Linked DNA regions of Mus musculus: all the other regions are linked to region 3. The links are chromatin contacts, called in public Hi-C maps. All regions are on one chromosome and are shown on one strand. Each heading gives the region's core, a stretch centred on a gene start, on an enhancer-like site or on the middle of the called end of the contact. The rest is flanking DNA. Distances are from core to core; before and after follow the strand shown.

Region 1 (4,299 bases), core at 1,243-3,742, 5.9 Mb after region 3:
ATCACACTTGTTACAGTAAAAGTGTTTTTACTTAGGATGAAGCTACATAAAGAGACAATCATGGGGCTGGAGAGATGGCTCAGTGGTTAACAGCACTGGTTGTTCTTCCAGAGCATGCAGGGTCATTTCCAGCACTCCCAAGGCTGTACAACTGTCCATAACTCTATCTCAGGGGGATTCAACACCCTCATCTGGCCTTTATAGGCACTGCCACAGACATACGAGAGGCAACACACATAAAAAATAAATTAAGTTTTTTCCTTCTTTTCTGTTTTTGTTTTGTTTTTGCTTTTTCTTTGTTTTTAATTGTTTCTTGAGACAGGGTTTCCCTGTGTGGCTCTGGCTGTCCTGGAACTTCTTCTATAGACCTTGAGGTCATATAGATCCTCCTGCCTCTGCCTCATGAGTGCTGGGCATAAAGACATGCACTACCACTGCCTAGCTCTTTTTTTTTTTCTTTTTATAAAGGGCAATCATGTAAGAATCATGAAGTTGGTGTGTTGAAATGCTCAATTCCCATAAAGAGCCTTCAGCACAGTAACAGCATTGGTTTTTACAAAGTTTCACCAAGTGCAAAGGATGAGTTAAAATAGTGAGAAAAAAGCAAAAGTAGCAAAGACTGATAAAAATCTGGGCTAGCTATAGCCCAGAGCCGAACTAGGTACAGAGGAACAAGAAGAGAAGGTTCAAGTGACACTCAGTGCTAGAACCCAGGGAAATGGGAGTTACTAACCCCAGGAAAGAGGAAGCAGAGGAGTCTTGGATGATTCCAGACTTGTGGTTTGGATGGCAAGGTTAGAAGTAAAAGATGCTTGCTAGTGTGAACGTGCAGATGGCAGAGAATGGGAGTGAAGCTACTAATTTCAGTTGGAGCCATGCCGAGCTACCTTCTGGACACCACAGTGTTGTGGGAAATAAAAGAAACTCAACTTTCAGTTCAAAGAGGCGAGGTCTAAGCGCTACTTGTGGTGAATGCACTTGTAAATTCATAGCACAGGCTATGAATAAAGGACAAGTTGTAGGGATAATCATTACCCTTTGTTCTCAGCAGGGGAAAGGTCATGCTTGATCTTTAGTTATACATTTATGGAAGTTGGACTTGTACTTGTAAAATAAGTTATGACTTTTTCTGCCTCCTTTTAAGATACGTTACTAAATCAAAAGCAGCATGATGAAAAAAAAAAAAAGGCCTGCAAATACTAATGCTGTAATGTTCTCAGCTCAGCACAGACTGCCAGGCTCCAACATGTAATTAAACTAATTCATATTTGTTGTTGTAAGACTAGCACGAATCATTTTCTTTTCTAATCGGCAAGATGGTACCTGGCTGATGTCAATACATCAACATTCATCATTATTTTAAAATTGTGTGTGTGTGTCTATCACCCAGGGCCTCCAGCCCTCTTATTGTCTAGCAGGAAGCTGCAATAGCTTGAGAGAGATGCCACTCCCCTAATAATCAAAGTTCTTTTTCATTTCTCAATACAGAGCTGTTCCCTGTCAGCTGTCGTTCTTTATTACAACACATTGTATACAAACATTTGATTTGGCAAACTGATCCCATTCTCCCAAATTAAACCCGTAAATTTCTTGGGCGGAACGTTTTTTCCCCTTAGCTAACTATAATACGACCTATCGTCAGTGGCCAATCACACCTGACATATATGATAGTCTTTAAACTAACAGGCTCCCATTAGACAGTTTGGGCTAACTCTATCGAGCCAGTCCAAGAGCAATTTCTTTGATAGAGACAGTTCTTACTGTCGATATACATTTTCAGTACACACGGACACACACGCGGGCGTGAGTTGGAGCTCAACAAGTATTGACTACATCAATAGAACAAAGGCAGGGATAAAAATATGGACAGGCAACATTTAAGATTTACATTCCAGGTATGCTAAATGCTTCCCTTGCATTATCTCATTTAGTCTCATAACATCCTCTAAGATGATGAAAACGGGCTAGAGAGGGAGTAATTATCTGACAATCAGAAGTCTACTTCTTCCTGAATTGGTTATAACGAATCAGAGTCTATCAGGATTAGATCCCTGCTAAGGATAAATGGTCTTCTCCAGGGGTCAATAATGGCTCTTTCACAGTTTTCTGGGTGACCTTGCTTATCCTTTCTTATTATCTCAGTCTTAGTAGTGGCGATCCCATCCCTGCAGACCTAGTTCAACCTTGAGTCACTTTCCCTTCCGGCTCCTCCCGATTCGAATCTCAGGGCAGAAGAGCCCAAGAGCCCCGTCACAGCCAGGGGCAGGTGTTAGCTTAGTCTCGGTCGTGCTGTCTCCCCTTCTCGCCCCACGAAAGCAAGCGTCCCGGGACTCACCCTAGCTGCTCCTGGCCGCCTCGCAGGCGTGGCCCCAAGAGTGCGCAGGCGCATAGCGCAGTTTCTCAGCATTGCTCAAGCCGAGGGCAGGACGCTGCTCTCTGCTCTGTTCCAGAAAGAGCCACACTATCCACACGCCGACTCTGGGCTATTAACTGTGGAGGCGGGCGGGTGGAGGGCGGAGCCGCGCGCCGCCCACAGTGCTGGCGCCTCTCCGAATCCGGGCGGACCGAATCCTCTACACCCGCTTTTGGTTCCGGGAGATTTTGCGTCCGGCTCTCAGCCACGGTTACTGCACTGGCGCAGCGAGACAGCCTAGTTTAGTTCCTTGTTCACAGGCAGTTTAACGCTCCAGCCAGCGAAAGACTCATCATCTCGGCCGAACAGGAGCACACACAAGGAGTGGATAACCACTAGGTGCGGGTTGATGGTGTTGGTCTTCTGGGTGTAGAACACGTGCACATACATTTAAAACTCTGTCAGTCTCTACTATTTAACAGGTACACTCTTCAGGTGCCCCTTCTCTCCGCACGCGCGCATATGTGTCTGTGTACTGAAAATGTATATCAACTTTTACTCTAGTAAGAACCGTCTCTATCAAAGAAATTGCTCTTGGTCTGGCTCGATAGAGTTAGCCCAAACTGTCTAATGGGAGCCTGTTAGTTTAAAGACTATCCGTTGATTCACTGATTTGTTCTTTCTGTGCTGGGAACAGAAGAATCTCAGTGTCCCACAAAGGAATACAGAAGCAAAGCAATTATTTTTGTCAAAGGGTGCACCAAGATCCAACTACAGTTAGCAAGCACACAGGGGACAGGTGGTGACTGCCCCACGCTCCCCTGACCCCAATTGCCCGGCGTTTGTTGTGATTGACTAGTTTTAAAATGATAATTACAAAGGAAATGAAAAACTAATAGAAGGAGTTGTGGATAGTCTAATATTTGGATAGTGGTGTCATAAAGCATTTAATTCTAGCACTTAGGGGCAGAGGTGGGTGGTTCAAACCAGCTAAGACAACATAATGATACCTTATCTCAAAAACCTAACCAAACCAAACAACAAAAAGCAAAACAAAAACAAAGAAAGGAAGAGAAATCTGCATTGAGTTGGAGATATGGTTCGTAAGTTTAAAAGCAATGGTTAGAATCTGAGCGCCCACATGGCAGCTCACAGCTGTTTGCAATTCCAGTTCCAGGGGATTGGATACCCTCTCTTTCTTTTGGTTTCTGTGGGCACCAGGCATGCATGTGGTGCACAGACAAAACACCCATATAAATAAAGTCAAATAACAATAATAATAGTTGTTCTCTACTCTGTTTCACAGTGAGTCTTATATGCCTTCAAGTTCTTCTGTCTTTTACCTAAGACACCCTTTTTTTGTTTGTTTTTTGTTTTTTGTGTTTTGTTTTTCGAGGCAGGGTTTTTCTATGTAGCTCTGGCTGTCCTGAAACTCACTCTGTAGACCAGACTGGCCTCGAACTCAGAAATTCAACTGCCTCTGCCTCCCAAGTGCTGGGATTAAAGGCGTGTGCCACCACGCCTGGCCAAGACACCCATTTTTATCTGAAAGCTTTCTCTTTTGTTGGAGGCTAGAGCTAGAGGTGCCTGACATGAAGGAATAGAGTTGGTTACATACCACAATTCTAGACAACAGCGAGAGTACAATAGGAAAGGGATTAGGGACTTTATTTTTGAGTTTCTAAGGTCAGAAAGACAGTGGTCTAATGACATCCTGAGAACTGCCTCCAGGGGCTAGGGATAGCTGCAAGATTGTACAGGGTAAGAACCAAATTGTGGTTGGGGTAGGTATGTAAGTTGTTAGCCCAGAAACTTGTAGCAATTTTAGGATCTGGTCGGGTGGCTCCTTGTCTTAGATTTCATCTTTCAAGGTCCCGATTGCAATTGGGAAATCATTAGCTCTGTGAGTTAATTCCAGTTCCCATTATAGGGTGCAAGCCTTCAGG
Region 2 (4,433 bases), core at 1,703-4,202, 5.8 Mb before region 3:
GCTTGTGAATTAGAATGTAAGCTCTTAGCTACTGCTCCAGCACCAGGCTCTGCCTACTGGCCCACGCTCCTTGCTGTGACAGTCAAAAAACCCTCTGAAACTCTAAGCAAGCCCTCAAATAAATGTTTTTTCCTTGATCATGGTGTTGTTTCACAGCAAGAGAACAGAACTAAGACACCCACTTAGTCAAAAGGCTGTGAGACTATCAACCGAAACGGGAGCACAAAGAAATGGACAGGAAGCAGATAATGGAACCTGACTGTAGTTTTGGGGTAAGGAAAGACCAATCAAAAGAACCCAGACTGGCTACTACTGTTACCCAAACACTGTTCAAATATCCCAAAGGGGAAAGAAAAGATAACTATAGGCAGGACTCAACACTTACCTCGGTATGAATTCAGTGATACCTGCTGAGCCAGGTCCCAAATTTTGATGCTACAATGCAAAAAAAAAATAGGAATATTAACTTGCAGTATCAACATTAAAATATACCCATACAACATGTCCCACTTCTGTTTCCTAGACTCCTGCTGTTTTATTTACAATGCACTACCAAGTCTCTTAGGAAACAGACATGCCATTACTCACTAGACTAAAAACAGCCCAAAGCATTTTACATAATGAAATTAACAGGATAGATGGGATATCCACAGGAAGTCTAGATATAGAAATAATGAAAACAGGGACTCACCAGCAGTCTTTGCTACCACTGACAGCTTGTGTGCCAGAGCTCAGGACAGTGACAGTAGACACAATGTCATCATGCTCATACTTGCAGAACTTGCTGACTATAAGTGTCTCGTTCTCATCTAGCTCCCACAATTCAACAGCACCTGTTGGGGACAGAGCGGGGTGAGGTGCAGACAAGGGAAGCATGAGCCTGGGTTGTACCAAGGCAGGAACTCCTGCCTAGGACTCAAGCAAGAATTGCTACTGAGCCAACTGTAAAAGCAAAGTCCACGTCACTAACGGCTTAGCTGACTTCCAGGCCGTTTGGTTTTGTTACCCTACTGCTTTCCTAACAGGCCAGATGCCTATGAGGAAAACTCCTGGAGATAGGGAAATAAGATGTAAAATCAATTCTAGTGCTTCCAGAAAGCAGGTCCTAAGCAATCGGTTCCCAGAGAGCCTTATTTAGATAACAGTTCAGTGACGATGTCTCTTCCCAGGTATGCAGACACTAGTAAATATTTGCTTACATAAAATGTCTTGAAATACTTCTAAGATTTATATTATATATATGATCACACTGTCACTGACAAACCAGAAGAGGCCATCTGATCCAATTACAAATGGTTGTAAACCACCATGTGGTTGCTGGGATGTGAACTCATGAGCTCTGGAAGAGCAGCCACTCACTGTCTTGAAATATTCTAATTTCAACTGTCAGTCTCATTCACTAACATTCTACTTTTCAATTGCCATGTTCTACCTAACACTTAAGAATGTTTGTATGTGAGAGAGATGTTCTGATTTTAAGCGCACAGGTGTTTTGCTTTCATCTATGTCTATTCATCAAGTGCATGCAGTGCCCATGGAGGCCAAAAGATGGCACTGGCTTCCCTAAGACTGTAGTTACAAGGTTGTTAGTGGAATGTGGGTGCTGGGTGTCCAACTTGGGTCCTCTGAAAAAGTAGTTAACACTTATCACCACTGGATCATCTCTCCAGACCCAAAATAAATCTATTTTAATCTTTGAGACAGGGTTTTCCCTACTTCCCTACGTACCTATGGCTGGCCTGGAACTGGATATGGAGAACAGGCCGGCCTCCAACTCACAGAGCTCTGCCTGCGGCTGCTGGGATTACAGGCAGCACCTATACCCAGCTTCCACCAACTTATATAAATTCTGACTTTCTTTAATCTGCTTAATTCTGAGAACTCCATACACGCATACAATGTAGTCTGACTATATTCATCCCTAGCTTGTCCAACATTTACCCTCCATCACCTACCAACTTCATTTCTTTGTCTTTTTTAATGCCAAAGCCTACATTTCTCAGCCTGACACTCAAAGAAAGGTGGGATTAAGGACTGTCCAGTGACAGAGCAGTTGCCTAGCAAGGTGAGTCAATTCACAGCACATAGCAAACACAACAGCAAAAGAAAACAGGAGGCTAGGCACGGTGGCACACGTCTTTAATTACAGCACAGAGGAAGACTTCTGTGAGTTCAAGGCCAGCCTGGTCTACTTAGTTTCTGGGACAGCCAAGCCAATAAGGTAAACAACCCTGCTTCTAAATAATAAAACACCTTTTCCCATCCTACCCTGTACCCAACTCTTCAATTCCAGGGGAGGGGGATCACTCACCTGAATCAGAAGCCACTAGGATACCTTTGTCCCCCACCCAAGTGAGGTCAGCTACTCCAGCCTCGGTCTGGACGCCAGCAGAGCAGAAACCTTCGTTGGGGGCCGCACTAGGATCCTTGAAAAACCACAGAGAACCTACCCAGCAGCGACCACTCAGGCTGGAGACCCCGAGCAGAAGGGAACCATCTACGGTGGGGAGAGCAAAGTTATAAGGTGTCAGATGGAAGGCCTTGTTTCTATGGTAACCTCACAGAACCCCGTGGCGGGACCAGTCTGAATCTGAGATCGGATTTGTGGAGCTGAGCTGGGGCAGGGCCAGGACGCCAGGTATGGCCGAGGAGGGCCACACGGCGCTGGGAGGACTCGAGAGGGTCAGCACCGGGAGAGGGCACCCGAGACTGGGGGTAAAGGGGCTTCCAGGCCCCGGGATCTCGGCTCACCAGACCGGTACCGTGCAGCCTCCAATTGACGTTCCATGCATGCGGGCGCATTGGGGGGCAGGTTCCACTCGCGGGCCGCCGGGGGCACGAGCGGAGGAGGGGTGTCCTTCCGCATCTCCACGATTCCAAATCTAACCTAGACCCAGACTCGACGAGAGACCCTGACTCGGCGCCGGAGGGACCGCACACGTGGTGTACCTCTGCGCAACCGCCCCTCTCCGAGGGAATTCGCTCTACTTCTCGCGAGAATTGTGTCTACCCTTCCAGCCTGCTTTTCCGTCTCCTGTCCCCGCAGCGGGATTTTGTTTGTTTCCCTCCCTCAGCCCCACCCATTTTTTCTCCTCTTCTCGCGATAGTGGGGAGGGGGCGGGGAAAAAGCCGAGAACTTCCGAGAAAAAGCGAGCTGATCTCTTCTCGCGAGATGTGCGAGCGGCCATCTTGCTCCTGCCCCTGACAGGCTCGGGTCGGGGTCACAGGGACACGGAGCCCGCTGTCCCGCTCTTCGCAGACAATGCTGTCCCGGGTGGTGCTTTCTGCTGCCGCCACAGCGGGTGAGAGACGTAGAGCCTAGGTTAGCGTAGCAGGGTGACTAGGAAGAAGCCAGGCCGGGGAGGCGGGAAGCGGGTAGAGGACGGACTGCGGCGTTTGGGCCCGAGCTCACCCACGGGAGCGATCTGGAGAGCTCCCGGGCCGCCCAGCATCTCAGGGCGCGGCAGAGACGGATGCCAGGGCCGACACCCGGGAAGGTAGAAACGCGATTTCTCCTTGACTTTGCTAACCTCCGTCTTGTGTATTTCCAGCCCCGTGTCTGAAGAACGCGGCCGCCCTAGGTCCAGGGTGAGTGTCACCACGTCTTATTCTCTTTCCATTTCCTAGCGTCAAGCCAAAAATTGCTGTTTTCCTTCACGTTAGCCAGCTTGCATACTCATTCGGACGTTTGTTCTTCTAATTGCCTTGAACATGATCCTGTTCCTTCCTCTGACAAACACCAAAGAGAGGCTCACCCCTCGTTGTGACCTTCAGCGACACACAACCAAGTTACTGGCTTACTTACCCCCAAGGACAGATCTGGTTAAATACAGCAAAATAAAACCTATTGTTTTGGGTGTCTTCCAGATTTCCATCTTTTATTAACCATATCAGGAGGCCGAAAACACATATGGCTTCGTAAATGCTTGTGTTGATGATCACATAATGTGACAGTGGATAACTTTGTGGAGATCACAGTAACAACCCTAGTCCTAGAGACAGCTACACAGTAGCTCCATCCTCTAATCCGTCAGTAAGACTCAACTCGTGAGGATGCTTTGAGTCTGACTACTTTCACTACCATTGTTACAGCATGAAGCCGCTGCCCACAGTTCTGAAATGGACAATTTCACTAGGCTTTCAGTCTTAACATCTGTTTTTATCCCAATACAGTCCATTCTCAATGTAGCAGAGAGATCTTGGCAGTTCCCCCCACTTAAAACCCTTCAGAGCTCATATCCCTATTGCAATAAAATCTAAACATAGCAAAACCAAGAAAACCTGAATTAACCTCATCTGTGTCTTGGGTCTTTTTTTATGTACTGTTAATGCCAGCCCTGCTTTCTCCAAAGAATGTCAAACTCTTTTTTTTTTTTTTAATAATTTTATTTTTGTGTGCGTGTGTGCTTGCAGAGGCAGAGAAAAAGGTATTA
Region 3 (4,195 bases), core at 1,238-3,737:
TTGAAAAATTGAATTGCCTGCAGAGACCAGATTTTTACTCCTCCAGGTCCGGCAGCATCAGGCAGAGCACTTGGGATCACTGTCTCAAAACCTGAGTTTCCAAACAGGTAAAAAAGAATGGTATCAAGTTGGGTGTGGTGGCACAGGCCTTAAATTCCAGCTCTGGGAGGCTAAGGCAGGTTGAGCTCAGTGAATTTGAGGCCCAGCTGTCCTAGTTCTAGGACAGCCAGAATTATCTTATCTCAACAAAATAAAACAAAATGAATGGTGCCACTTAAAAAAAGGGCGGGGGGGGGGGAGAGTGAGAACCAACTAAGAGGAGAAGATGACTGTCAAATGTTTACACAGGTGAGCTAAGTCTGGGAAACACATAGAGTTGGACCATGAATCTGACCTCTAATAATTAAGCAGCTTGTTTGTTGCTTTTGGCAAATAACAGGTTTATTATTCTTTATGGCTCTGTATTTCAATATTTAAATGCCCAGGATATATAAGGGTGAAAGCACCCACCATATTCATCCTGATGCCAAATCAATTATATTTACAAGAGTTACTTTATGCAAATGGAAGCTGCTCAGATGAAAACATGTCCGTGCTCACCTATATCAGCAAATAAATACATTATAATAAAACAGACCTCTAACCTTCATCAATGGTCCCAGGTAAACTGTAAATCATCATTCAAAAAAACATACAAAACACATGTTTTCCGGTGAATTAGCAGTGTCACCTACATATTAAACACACCAGAGCATGCTTCAGTTGCAAGTCTTCATACAGAGTGCAATTTGAAACTTAAAATAATAATGTTGTTCTTCAAGTACTAGATAAGAAAATGTATCTTAAAGTACTGGATAAGAAAATATGTAAGATTAAGGTGTGCTAGTTTAGCCTGGCGGGCCAGTACACGCCTTTAATTCCTGCATGCTGTAGGCAGAGGCAGGTGGATCTTTGTGAGCTCAAGGACAACATGGTCTTCAGAGAGCTCCAGAACAGGGCCTTTGTGAGACTCTGTCTAAGGAGGGGTGGTGATAGGGATGCTAGATGCAGCACTCTATATCATACCAGGCTGGCTTTCCAGTGCTGGTATTAAAGTTGTGGACAAAACCTGGCTTTGATCCCACGACCAAAGATGACAACATCAATTGGCAATGTCTAAAGGTTGGGCAGGCCTGAAATCTTCTAAACTGTTTCCCCACCAAAGCACACATCTCCCATCTCTAACAAGGAAATGCACAGCATCTACAGGAGGTAGGGTCCATACACATCTATCCAAATGTTCCTCCCCAGCCTGGAATAAATTTATCATCACGATTTCTTGCCTTCTTTTCATCCAACCCACTACAAATGATTCTTCTTTCAAAACAATTTTCTTAAACACAGAGGATGAGCTGGACATGTTTTAAATCACTAAGAAAATCTTACCCAGTAAATAGTAGCTAAAATTAAAAAGGAAAGGCCGGGCGTGGTGGCGCACGCCTTTAATCCCAGCACTTGGGAGGCAGAGGCAGGCGGATTTCTGAGTTCGAGGCCAGCCTGGTCTACAAAGTGAGTTCCAGGACAGCCAGAGCTACACAGAGAAACCCTGTCTCAAAAAAAAAAAAAAAAAAAAAAAAAAAAATAAGGAAGACAAGTCTACCTGTCAGCTACAATTGTCTACATGTCTAATTTCTAGGTTGGCTACAGAGGTTCAGTAAACCATGGCAGGGATCAATTCTTTTGTATAGTTATACGTACAGTTATATAGACAGCTACAGACATCAGACCTCGTTTCTAAAACTTCTAGACCAGCCCAAGGATAAAAGGGGGCAAGAGAAGAAAAGCTAATTTCCTCGTTAACAGAGTGGCTCAGTCTCAGTCTACAATTAAGGACCAGTAAGCCCAGGGTCACTTCCCTCTCAAGTGACCTGAAAGCGGAAACACAAAGCCAGGTCAATGTCACTCCAGGGACTGCGGGGTCTTTTTACAACTCAGCATCCTGGGCTCAGCGTCTGACCACAGGGAACCCGATTTATAGGACGGGCTGGACTCTGCTAGAGCCGCCACCCGCAGGGCTGCTCGCAGCACCGCGTCCCAGCAAATCCCGGGGACCTGCGTCCCCAGAGCTTGGCGACCCAACCTACCCTGAGTGCGAAGCCCAAAGCCCGGGAGGACCCGCCAGCCCAATCCCTCCCAGCCGCCGCACCCGACTGTGTCGCCCTCCCTTCCCGGCTTCGCCCTTCTCTCACAGCGCTCGGGCGGGCCCATCCGGGCGGCGGCCCGCAGCTCACTCAGATCCGTGGCAGAATTCAGGCGGATGACATCCGTACACTTTGCTTGCCAGAGGCGGAGGCTGAAGCGAACCGGTCTCCAGAGGCCAGGGTGACTGGCGACAGCGATCTGACAGCGAAGGTACCCGCTTCCTCTCCGCCACGCCACCCAATCACAGCGCTCTGCCGTCACTTCCGCCTAGAAGGTAAGGGAAACGCCGGGCGGAAGAAACTTCCAATCGGACCGGAAGTGGCGGGTCTCGTAGGCAGCGCTGTCTGCTGGAGCCTCGTGGAGAGTGAGGTGAGTGTTGCTGGCTCTTTAGGGATCGCGGGGCGCGGTTCCCCGCACAGTGGTGTTCACGGTGAGCCGACGCGGCGAGGGACTCCGCGCTAAGGGCACTAGGGAGGCCGGGGAGAAGCCCTTTGCCGCGGCCGTCTGCATCGCAGAACCCAGAGGCCGCGCGCTGCCCCCGGGCCGGAGTGCGAGGCTGCTGGAACTGCCCGATTTCCTTGGATTATTTCGGGGATGATGTGCAATAGAAACTTAGGTGCGGGGGATAGTTTGAGAGTGACCAGGTCGCAGGAAGGAAAACAAGCGAAGTTATTTGAGAAATAAGCTTTAAAGCCCTCGGGTAGGTACAGTGCATGTGAAAACGATAAACAAGCGTGTTACTATGACTTGAAGCGAAAATCGTGGACGTGGAAGTGCTAGATAGAAAACCAGTGCAGCAGCTCGTTGAAGACAAACTGGAGATGAAAGTGCAGGGAAGAGAAAACTGGGTAGAAAAGGCAGACACATGAACACACATGCATAAAAGCTGAGATCGGTTGGTCTGAGCTTTTGGATAGAGGAACTGCAGCAGCCCCATAAGCTCTGCGAGCTTATTATATACAGTTGAAAATGAAGAGGGGATTATTGCTTACAACTGAACAAGGAGACAGGGTGATTGTATAGAGATAATATCTAATTGCAATAGGGACAGTCTGTGGGGAGCAGTCTTCAGTCAGTACACATGGTGGTGTGGTGGGAGGGAAGAAGGCTATGGTGAACATTTTCTGGAACACTGTAAACATCCCACTTGAACCAAAGGACCATGATGCCTCTCCTATTGGTCTGGGGCATTGAAGTCCTTGACATGGCTACATTCATGTCAGCAGGACCCATTCACTCTGGGCTTCCTCTGATCTACACACAGGGTCTCTTCGAATCCCAGGAATCTCTCTCTCTGCCTTCCCTGTGCTGGGGTCATAGACCTGCATTTTTCTGTGCCTGGCCTTATGTGTGGGTGCGGGTACTACAGCAGGTACTTTACCATCTGTGCCAAGTTACATGCTTTTGATCATGTAAAAAAAAAAGGTTCCTGTTTGTTAGCTGTGCAGAGTCATTGTATTGCAAAAACTGAATTTTGTTTATTTACACAGATTGCCTTCCCGGTGTCATCAGACAGCCCAGCATGGGGCTTACTAAACAGTATCTGCGCTATGTGGCTAGTGCTGTCTTTGGCTTGATTGGCAGCCAAAAAGGTAACATTGTTTTTGTGACACTCCGTGGTGAGAAAGGACGCTATGTGGCAGTACCCGCCTGTGAACACGTTTTTATCTGGGACTTAAGGAAAGGCGAGAAGGTAAGTCAGAAATAAGAAATGGACACCGTTAAATGACACCGACTCTTGGAAGGGTGAAGTGGGAGAGCCTTGACTGACCTGCCTGCACTCATTTGTGTGTGAGTCCCCCAAGAGATCACTTCCCTTTTATTTTTCTAGACGGCTAGCACCAGATTCTGTTGTGTTCTGAAAGTCACAGCCAAGCAGGAGTTTGCTTAAATGGGTGTGTTCGTTTTCATGGGTTATTATTCTTAGCCATTATTAACTTCTACTTTTGTCGACCGGTTCTGCTTTTCATGTTCTGCTTGTTCTCACAGCCAGCTGTAAAGCAGTAGAATTTCA

Evidence for each region. Hi-C and Micro-C count contacts between places; a contact is called where the count stands out from the background.
Region 1: a contact with region 3 is called in a Hi-C map of rod photoreceptor, with 7 times the contacts expected there. The contact joins the promoter of Them4 here to the promoter of Wdr3 in region 3. A contact is called at or near these places in 1 of 39 promoter capture datasets (liver) and 3 of 484 Hi-C or Micro-C datasets (CD4 T cells, muscle stem cells and rod photoreceptor).
Region 2: a contact with region 3 is called in a Hi-C map of muscle stem cells, with 4 times the contacts expected there. The contact joins the promoter of Wdr77 here to the promoter of Wdr3 in region 3. A contact is called at or near these places in 2 of 39 promoter capture datasets (liver and pre-B cells), 2 of 484 Hi-C or Micro-C datasets (CD4 T cells and muscle stem cells) and 1 of 9 other capture datasets (liver).

What each region holds. Positions count from the first base shown.
Region 1 is chr3:94,308,325-94,312,623 of GRCm38.p6, reverse strand. Them4 (thioesterase superfamily member 4) reads right to left here and starts at 2,492. Exons shown (of 6, transcript NM_029431.1): 1 at 2,336-2,492. The coding sequence starts at 2,407. It overlaps Gm36010 (a long non-coding RNA gene), which reads left to right and starts at 2,571. Exons shown (of 4, transcript XR_867460.2): 1 at 2,571-2,752.
Region 2 is chr3:105,958,017-105,962,449 of GRCm38.p6, reverse strand. Wdr77 (WD repeat domain 77) reads right to left here and starts at 2,952. Exons shown (of 10, transcript NM_027432.3): 1 at 2,752-2,952; 2 at 2,312-2,497; 3 at 692-833; 4 at 386-435. The coding sequence starts at 2,866. It overlaps Atp5pb (ATP synthase peripheral stalk-membrane subunit b), which reads left to right and starts at 3,187. Exons shown (of 7, transcript NM_009725.5): 1 at 3,187-3,302; 2 at 3,552-3,588. The coding sequence starts at 3,263.
Region 3 is chr3:100,160,699-100,164,893 of GRCm38.p6, reverse strand. It overlaps Wdr3 (WD repeat domain 3), which reads left to right and starts at 2,487. Exons shown (of 27, transcript NM_175552.5): 1 at 2,487-2,550; 2 at 3,672-3,874. The coding sequence starts at 3,704. Gdap2 (ganglioside-induced differentiation-associated-protein 2) reads right to left here and starts at 2,431. Exons shown (of 14, transcript NM_010269.3): 1 at 2,229-2,431.